Linked DNA regions of Rattus norvegicus: region 2 is linked to region 1. Evidence: chromatin contacts called from public Hi-C data. All regions are on one chromosome and are shown on one strand. The core of a region is the stretch at or near the end of the contact, and the rest is flanking DNA. Distances in the headings are between cores, read along the strand shown.

Region 1 (4,161 bases), core at 732-3,231:
ACCCAGTGTGGAACAGTCAGTCTGAGTTAGTCACGGGAAGGAGGGAGAGGGCAGAGGGTGTTCCCGGGAGGGCAGAACAGTCTGTACAAAGGTGGAGGAGCACAAAAGGCATGGTGACTTTGAGACATGAAAGTCATTAAGGATAGCAGGAGTATGCTGGCACCAGGGAGTGGCAAGACAAATAAGGCTGGAGCTGAAGGCAGGATTGGGGGGTCATTAAAGATGGGTCAGACACATGGAAAGATGGGCTGTACACTCATCCTTGGATCAGGAAGCCTTGGCGATATAAAGCTGTCAGTTATCCTCATGCTGAACCATGAATCCATTGCAAAAACCATAGCTCAAGCTTCTGTCGTTTGCTTGGATTTGATGTGGAACTCGGTAAGTGGATTCTGAAGTTTGAGAGAGAAAAGAAACAGGCATGAAATGTCAATTGAAGAGGGCGAAAGACTCAGTCTGTATGTTGGATTGATTACGCAAAGTCATAGAAGTTCAGATCACAGTGTTCACACAGGGATGAACACCAGGCTGATGGAAGGGGAAAAAAATGACCACTCATGGAGCCTATACTCTGAGTTCAGTTCCTTTGTGTCTCCTGTGAGATAAAATGTACCAGTGAGGAGCCATGCCCTAAGGCAGCAATGTCTGCTACCTCACTCCCATCACTGTACCTGTTCCCTGTCACTACCTTACTTTCTTTATAGCAACTTAACAATCCTTTAGAGCACGTATCTGTCTACAATGTAAACTGCACACACACAAAAAAAGACTTCTTGTTCACTGCTGTCTTGTCAGGGTGTGAGATGCTACCTGGTATACAGCATATATTCAATTTTAACAAGTAAATGCTGCCACAGTGTACAATATTCAGAAGCAATATGAACAAGACTGTCCCACATGTGATCAACCTGCCATTACAAAATAATAGGGAGAGGGTAAATTATTCATCAAAGACATTGTTTCCTTTAGAGGAGTCCCCCTCTCTTCAATCTGCCTATCAATGAAAGATTTATTCTAATATATCTCCCTATAGTTGTTCTTAGACTATCAAGAAGATGCATTGTAGAAAAGAAATTATCATCCTGATAAATTTTTAAAAAAGATTTCTTGTAGAAAAGAGATTATTATCCCGATAAACTTAAAAAAAAAAAAAACAACAACAACCAAAAACCCAATTTCTTCTTTGCATCATACCAAGAAATCAACTCCAAGTGGATTAAAGCCTTAAAGATGAAAATTTAATCTTAAGATAAAGATAATCTTTAGTCCTTCAGATAAAGAGAGCTTTCTTAAGACAAGAAAGAAATAACACACATCACGAAGGAGTGGTGGATACAACAAAATGGCAAGGGTCTCATGGGAGCTGAGAAAGAAGCCCAGTAGTGGAGTCCCGACTGGCTCTCATGTCAGCCTGGATTGGATCCTGAGTACCACAAGGGAAAATGAAAAGCAAAGCCAAAAATGTGCTCATTCACAATATATGCCACAAAAGAGGGAGAAACAGTAGCACACTGGCAAAAGCTACAACTGTGGAACAGAGGGTTAGAACCTAGCACATCTATGGAAAATCTTTAAATCAAGAAAAAAGACAAGTAACCAACAGGAAAGTGTGTGTCTCTGTGTGTGTGTGGTGGTGGTGGGTGGGAGTTAAGTAGCCTCACTGGAGATCAAAAACATGCAATTTAAGCCACAATTAAATACCGTTTTTGTTCTTCAGTTTTGGCAAGACTTTTAAAGGTTGGGAAATGGGAAGTGCTGGCAGGGTTGAGCAGTCACGCTCTCACCCTCTGCCTGCAGCGGGGTGATTGTAAAGTGGCTATGGAACAACCGCCCTTGGCCACAGCAATTCGTTCTTAGGTAGAGATTCTGGAATGGCTGCAGCGAATGTGCATCTGGAGACATGTACAAGGTTAGAGGAGCTTTGCCCACACCAGTGACGTGCTGGAAAGATGCCGATGTGCATCAGTCATGCAGTAGATGCGTAAATCTCACCAGATATACCAATGTCTCGGCGCAGAGATGACTCACAGGGCACGAGTCCACGCAGAGGAACCTAGAGATGCCATGGGGAGGAGGGAAGCCAATCACAGAGAACAGCATGTGAAACCACTTATGTGCAGTTCAGATCCAGGCAAATCTGAACTGTAATTTCTCTAGAGATGCAGAGAAGCAATCAGGGAAGGCAACGGACTGTTGAAAGCAAATGAATGAAAGAACTCAGCAGTTAATCTCATTGTTTCCCCTGGCTATGGGAGTTCTTGTGCCATAGGGACAACTTTTACATTTATTTGTGGCTGAGAGCCAACCAACCCTTTTGTGTGTGAACACTTAAAAAAAATCAAAGTTCACATTCTCTTCTTGGGTAGTAGAAATTCCCACTCTCATAACAAATACGTACAAACAATAATGACAAGTTTCAAAGTGTGATTAATTTAAAAAGTGATTTAGTTTCCTTTCTTTTGCAATCGGCAAGGCCTCTTCCACAGTGTGGCAAATGCTGCACTCATTCCTTACAACTAAACTTTCCAACTAGGGTAGGAGTTGTTCCTTCTAGTTGTGTTGACTCAATCAATTCATGGTCCTGTTGTTTAGAGTTCAAAATTACTTCTCTCCCCCTCAATGTTGTAATTGTGTAACATTTGCTCATAAAGGAAATTGATGTGATCATGTCTGGCTTAGCAGGAAATTAAGCAGATAAGTAGTTAGACCATTCATTCTACTCAAGCTTTAGTGGAACAGGCACTCAGTACTGTCTGCTGTGTCCTCATTCACTCTATTGTCTATAGGTTCTGGATTTCACATTAATACCTTCTAATTAAAGAGAGCATTTCACTATGGAACCCGGGCTGACCTCAAGGTCTCCATCCACCTGCCTCAAATCTCGCAAATGCTGGAATTATTTAATGTAACTATCATAAATTATGTTCCTATCTTCAAATATTTAAGACACTAAAATAATTGTTACAGCACTTTAATAATAAAAACATGTTTTACAAAGTTTGGAATAGAAACTTGAAAGCTTTCACTGAGTTGATGATACTAAATAACTATAGCCAGGAGCTTTCAAATGGTAACAATAATAACCAAAAGCATAAACTGTATGTATTCAGAACTACAAACCTGTAGTCACAGGATAAACTCATAGTCATCATAGAAAGATACATCTTCTTTCCTGTCTTTAACTCAGTAAAGTCATTATTGAAACTGTAACATCCAGGGCTTACAACGCTTCTGCCTTAAGTTGTGTAACAGTGTAGTTGGGTCATTCATACCTCAGTGGATATTAATATAAATGTACATCACTATTCTAACCTGTTGTGTCCTCTACCTTAGTGTGTACTTACTATGTGCGAGCTTGGGGAATTGAGAGTGTTACTCTGGTTGTACCCCAAAGATTTTCCAAGGTCTTTGAGGAGCAAAATCATAAAATAGTGTGAACTCCCAACAAGTTGGATTCACTTTCTGTTTGTACTGCCTGGCTGTGAGGTTATAATAAGGAATTTTATTTTTCTGAATCTCTGTTTCCTTACTCATACAGATATTTCTATTCTAATATTCTACGCTAAATCCTTGTGCAGACTTTCCTGTCAATGAAAAGCCAATGCTAGAGTTGATATACATTGGTGTTGGTGTAGAAACGGCAATAGTATGAGACACCAGAAGATTCTCTCTTGCTCCACTAAATCCTTGTCTCTTGTGTGGAGAGCCTACTGTGCATAGTTTTAAATGAGTAAGGGAAGGGAGAAAGGGAGGAAGAGTGGGGTAGCTCAACTCAGTGGCCTTACTGATGTTTAGAAACTAATCAACATTTTCACTTAAATTATCACTGTAAATTTTACATACATTTTAAATTTATCTGGCTTTCTTAGAATTTCTTTTTATCCTTTGCCTATCCAAACATACTGTCCTATTCTACCCTAATATTTTGGAAAATTGATCTTGTAAAGCCGTTAGGAGAAGCTGACTAGAGAATATACATTTATTTTTCATACTGGCATGTGTCAATTGATTGAGAGGGCTCTTCCCAGACTCCGAACAACCTGTAGCCTCTTCAACACCAGGAGTCTCTTAGCTCTTTGCAAAGCAGCAATAGTAACACTGGTTTGTTTTGAGGAAGAAACAGATTATGTAACCATGAAGTGTGCAGATCACACCAGTGAA
Region 2 (4,161 bases), core at 1,091-3,590, 270 kb before region 1:
CCTTAGCTGGGGGAAGGAGAACATCATGAGAAGTATAGTTTGGGAATTTGATAGAGAAGAGAAGATTGTGCCTGTCAGAGACCAGTTCAATTTAAGATGACTATTACGGACTTAAGAGTCTCACTGAGAATAGGAAATCTGATGTGGGTATATGGAATTTTCGTGAGAGATCCTTGGCAATATATATCTATATCTATATCTATATCTATATCTATATCTATATCTATATCTATATCTATATCTATATCTATATCTATATCTATATCTATATCTATATCTATCTATATCTATATCTATATCTATATCTATATCTATATCTATATCTATATCTATCTATATATATATATATATATCTGGAGACTCTGGAGTGGAGGCTTCTTACTACGGGTAGTAGCATAGACTGGGGATCTAGGCTAGTCTGTGGATCACACCAACGTTCCTAGATCAGAGAGGGAACAACGGACAAAGAAACAGTGAAGAGACGCAAGGGACTCACTCTAAGTGGTGAGGAGAGAGAGCCAAGGAGAGAAGGGTTCTCACGAAAGAGAAAGAAAAAATCATGCCAACAACTCCACCAGTAAGAACAAGACTGATCATCACCACAGAATTCAGTTTAGTATGGAAAAGATCAGAGAGACATTAATAATATAATTAAACATGGAAAGACCCTTCTCAATAGGCCTCAGGCAAACACAGAAACTGCTGATTCCACAATTATTAACCTCTGCGGTATCCACTATCTCTCTCTTTGCTTTGAGCATTAACATTAAAAACTTTTTTGTTCCAAAATTATAATTTGTGTGAAGAACGTTATTATTCTTTTATGGTAAGAAAAAGGAGGGGAGGCAAGCTTACTCCCTAGGGATTGCTCCATCATTCAGAAACTGCTTCAGTCACACAGGGGCTTTGCATGGCACTGTATTGATTAGTGAACTTGTGTTTGTGTGAGCTCAGGGATATCTGTCTTATGTGCTTGTCGGTATAGTCTATACAATAGTCTAAATAAGTTTATATAAAGATTTATTGTTCCAATTCTTCAGTTTCTATCTGAAAGGCAGTGTCTTATACCAGTGACTATTGTGAATATTTTACTTTATTTTCTTCACATATCTATTTTCATATAACAGACAAGAATAGTTATAAAATTAGACTTTTTCACTTAATATTTTATCATTTTTGATGAATACCCCCCACTCTATGTTTATAACAGATTAAAGATAAAATAAGATAAAATCTAGAAGCAAGAGATAGTACATTTGTACCTTTTCCCACAAAGTTGTACCAAGTCACATTTCAGTGACAATATCTCTTATCCCATGTGCTCATGAAGTATGAGGAAAATCTTAGGGGTAATTGTTGGTAAGTCTAACATCCCAAGTTCAATACCAGAACCTGTGTTGGAAGGAAAGAACTGACTCCTCAAAGTTGTTTTCTGACCAGGGATATCACTGTGCTCATATACATACTTCAAACACATGTACACATGCACGCACGCACACACACATACACACACACACACAGTGACTACAGAAAGATTGTAAACTGAAAATTTTCTAATTATACCAATGTAAAAAATGTAAATTCAACTGGGCTTGTGGATTCATATATATCTGGGAAATATATTTAAAATATAAATAAAAAAGTGGATCAGATTTTATGAAGGAAGAAGCAAGAGGGAGTGCCATAGGAACCAGTAGAATAAAATAACTCGGAAGATCAAATTGAAATGTGAGAGTGAAAAGCAAGCAAACACATTATGTAATCAATGTGTTGAGAGCTGTCACAAATCGAGGGAAAACTGTTGACACTCAGGTAAATACAAGCTGTGAGCTGATATTTTCTTTAAAAAACGTTATTAGTGGCTCTCAACAACATAAAAAAGCTATCTCGTTCATAACTCAAAACTTAAAAAAATTAGTCCTTGAATGTCTATTTTAAAATATTTTATGTATTAGTGTGTGTGTGTGTGTATGTGTGTGTGTAAGAGAGAGAGAAAGAGAGAGAAAAAGAGAGAGAGAAAGAGAGAGAGAAAGAGTATGTATGTATGTATGTATGTATGTATGTATGTATGTATGTATGTATCAACACACTTTCATTTGACCAGAAACTAAAATACAGTGGACAGCAAAGACCAAACACGCATGCTATGTGATCAGCTTTCTCCCCTGTCCTCTGTCTTAAACATTCCCCTTGTGTCATGTTATGGAGTCTTGTACTCTTGGGAAATAAAGTCCCAGTTCCTGAATTTCAGAATATACTGGCACTTGGTTCTGTCCTGTAGTCAGAGCAAACAGTAGCCGTAGACAGAAGAAACATTGTACACAGTGAATTCTTGAGGGATTGTTTCTGGGTGATAAACTGGTGGCAGCAAAACACAATGTATCCCCCACTTTGCCTAAGGCGGATTACACCAGAATTTAATTATCTTGTAGAAGAAAGTATCTTTGGCACCCTAATGCCTTTTTTTGTTTTTTTGTTTTGTTTTAGATTCAGAGTGCAGTTGAAGGCTGACGATGCATAAAATAATGATGAGCACTTTCAGGAGGAAAGAACTCACAACTGCCCACGTCTTACTGTTACAGGCAGTGTCATTAGAACTCATTACTCTCCTGGAAAGTGTGTGTTTATGTGTAGGGGGACAGATGTGGGTAACAGAAATCTTGCAAAAATAAACCCAGGTTGAAAGAAAATTTCTGTTAATCATTCCGTTGCCTCTGTCTCACATCAAGACACTGTGAATATTTAAAAATATGAACATCCTTTCTTTCTTCCACAATTTTGATTTTTTTGTACTTCAATAACAGGAAAAAAATCCAGGAGATCTTAGTGTTCCAAATGCCTGGGCCTTTGCAATAGATTCTTAGACCAAATAAGGTCCCTTCAAAATGAATTATACTCTCATCCTGTACCAAGAGAACCGATTTTCAAGGTATGTTTGTGACTGTCTTCACAAATAAATATGCTCAGTCTTCCTATGTTAACGTTATTCAACTAAGCATTGTGGCTTTCTATGGGTGCTACCAGACTCAATGGTGTGCTGCACTTTTCAGAAGCCTCATCTTTGCCCCATAAGACATTGTCAGCTGTGGTCTCCAGCTATACAGGACAGAATGGCTTTTCTCCCAGTAGGTGGCAGTTGATTAGAGAATTCTCTGGTGATATCGCTGTGGCCTTCAATGCCTGACAGTGCTTTTACAAAAATATCCCTTTCAATCTTAAAATGTTATTTCTATTGCTAGAATAATTCAGCAACCACTCAATCCCTTCTTTCCTGAGTCAGAAAAGGGAGGGAATGTGGAACTGGGCTTACAAACAGACCTTCCCCATAACTAAGGCTCTGTTACCAAAGCAAGATGTAATTTGGCAAACTTGATCCTTTGTGTCCTTCAGGTTAACTTCCAAAGGTGACTTGATGCCAGGTACACACAGGTATGTTTTAGAGATGGCGAATGACCCGTGGTTCTGTCAGATACACTCTGAAATCCACTTAAACGCTGTGAGAACTCCACTACCTGACTGTATCCCTCCTGCTCACTTCTCCGTTCTGTCCTTGAAATGCTGAATAGTCCTTGTTTCCCATGCGTGTGCCCACCTGCTGCTTTCGAAGTATGCCTCTGTTCTTTTCATGGAGAAAGTGAGAATTCATAATTTGTTTACCAGATTCTATTGATTGAGGTAGGAAATTTTTGTGTGCACTTGAGGAAAACCGAGCAAAGAGAATGCCCAACTCTGTTCAGAGGTAAGTATGGGTGTCTGCCTGGTTAGAGCAGTAGTTTTGTTATAATTTCTCCAAGGGAAGGGGAGGTGTTTCCAGAATGGTATATGAAAGTGTACATTTGAATGTAGTTAGACGTTGACATCTACTTGCCTTTTTGATGCACATGGCTTCTCCATCCTTGACACCAGTAGCTTAGCATGTAGGATAAGGATTGGTCAGAAGGATAAAAACGATATAGAGACATTTGTATCCATAATGAATGGGTATGGCTTTATATAGGATATAAAGTTTTGCAGTGTTTTTGGTATGGTTTAGCATGTTAGCACGCACATGAGACATATAACAACTGTTAAGTGAAAGCTTCTCCATTAGTAATGCTATAATATATAATATATGCATGTACATACATATGGTATCCAGAAGCTTTACTAGTTATAATATGT

The links. Hi-C and Micro-C count contacts between places; a contact is called where the count stands out from the background.
Region 2: a contact with region 1 is called in a Hi-C map of Schwann cells, with 8 times the contacts expected there. The contact joins two enhancer-like sites. A contact is called at or near these places in 12 of 12 Hi-C or Micro-C datasets (the A7r5 cell line, the Rat2 cell line, Schwann cells and 7 more) and 1 of 1 datasets of contacts at active chromatin or transcription factors (oligodendrocytes).

The regions. Positions count from the first base shown.
Region 1 is chr3:84,822,356-84,826,516 of GRCr8, reverse strand. LOC102553121 (a long non-coding RNA gene) reads right to left here. Exons shown (of 3, transcript XR_005502266.2): 3 at 1-392. Among named protein-coding and RNA genes, the nearest start is that of Neurod1, 54 kb to the right of the region's middle. Within about 2 kb of position 1,981, at least 11 of the 93 cell types and tissues checked have an H3K27ac peak or open chromatin away from gene starts, as enhancers often do. A contact at or near this core is called in Schwann cells, where this site is marked.
Region 2 is chr3:85,096,975-85,101,135 of GRCr8, reverse strand. The region is part of intron 4 of Ppp1r1c (protein phosphatase 1, regulatory (inhibitor) subunit 1C); the gene reads right to left. Among named protein-coding and RNA genes, the nearest start is that of Ppp1r1c, 75 kb to the right of the region's middle. Within about 2 kb of position 2,340, at least 1 of the 93 cell types and tissues checked has an H3K27ac peak or open chromatin away from gene starts, as enhancers often do. A contact at or near this core is called in Schwann cells, where this site is marked.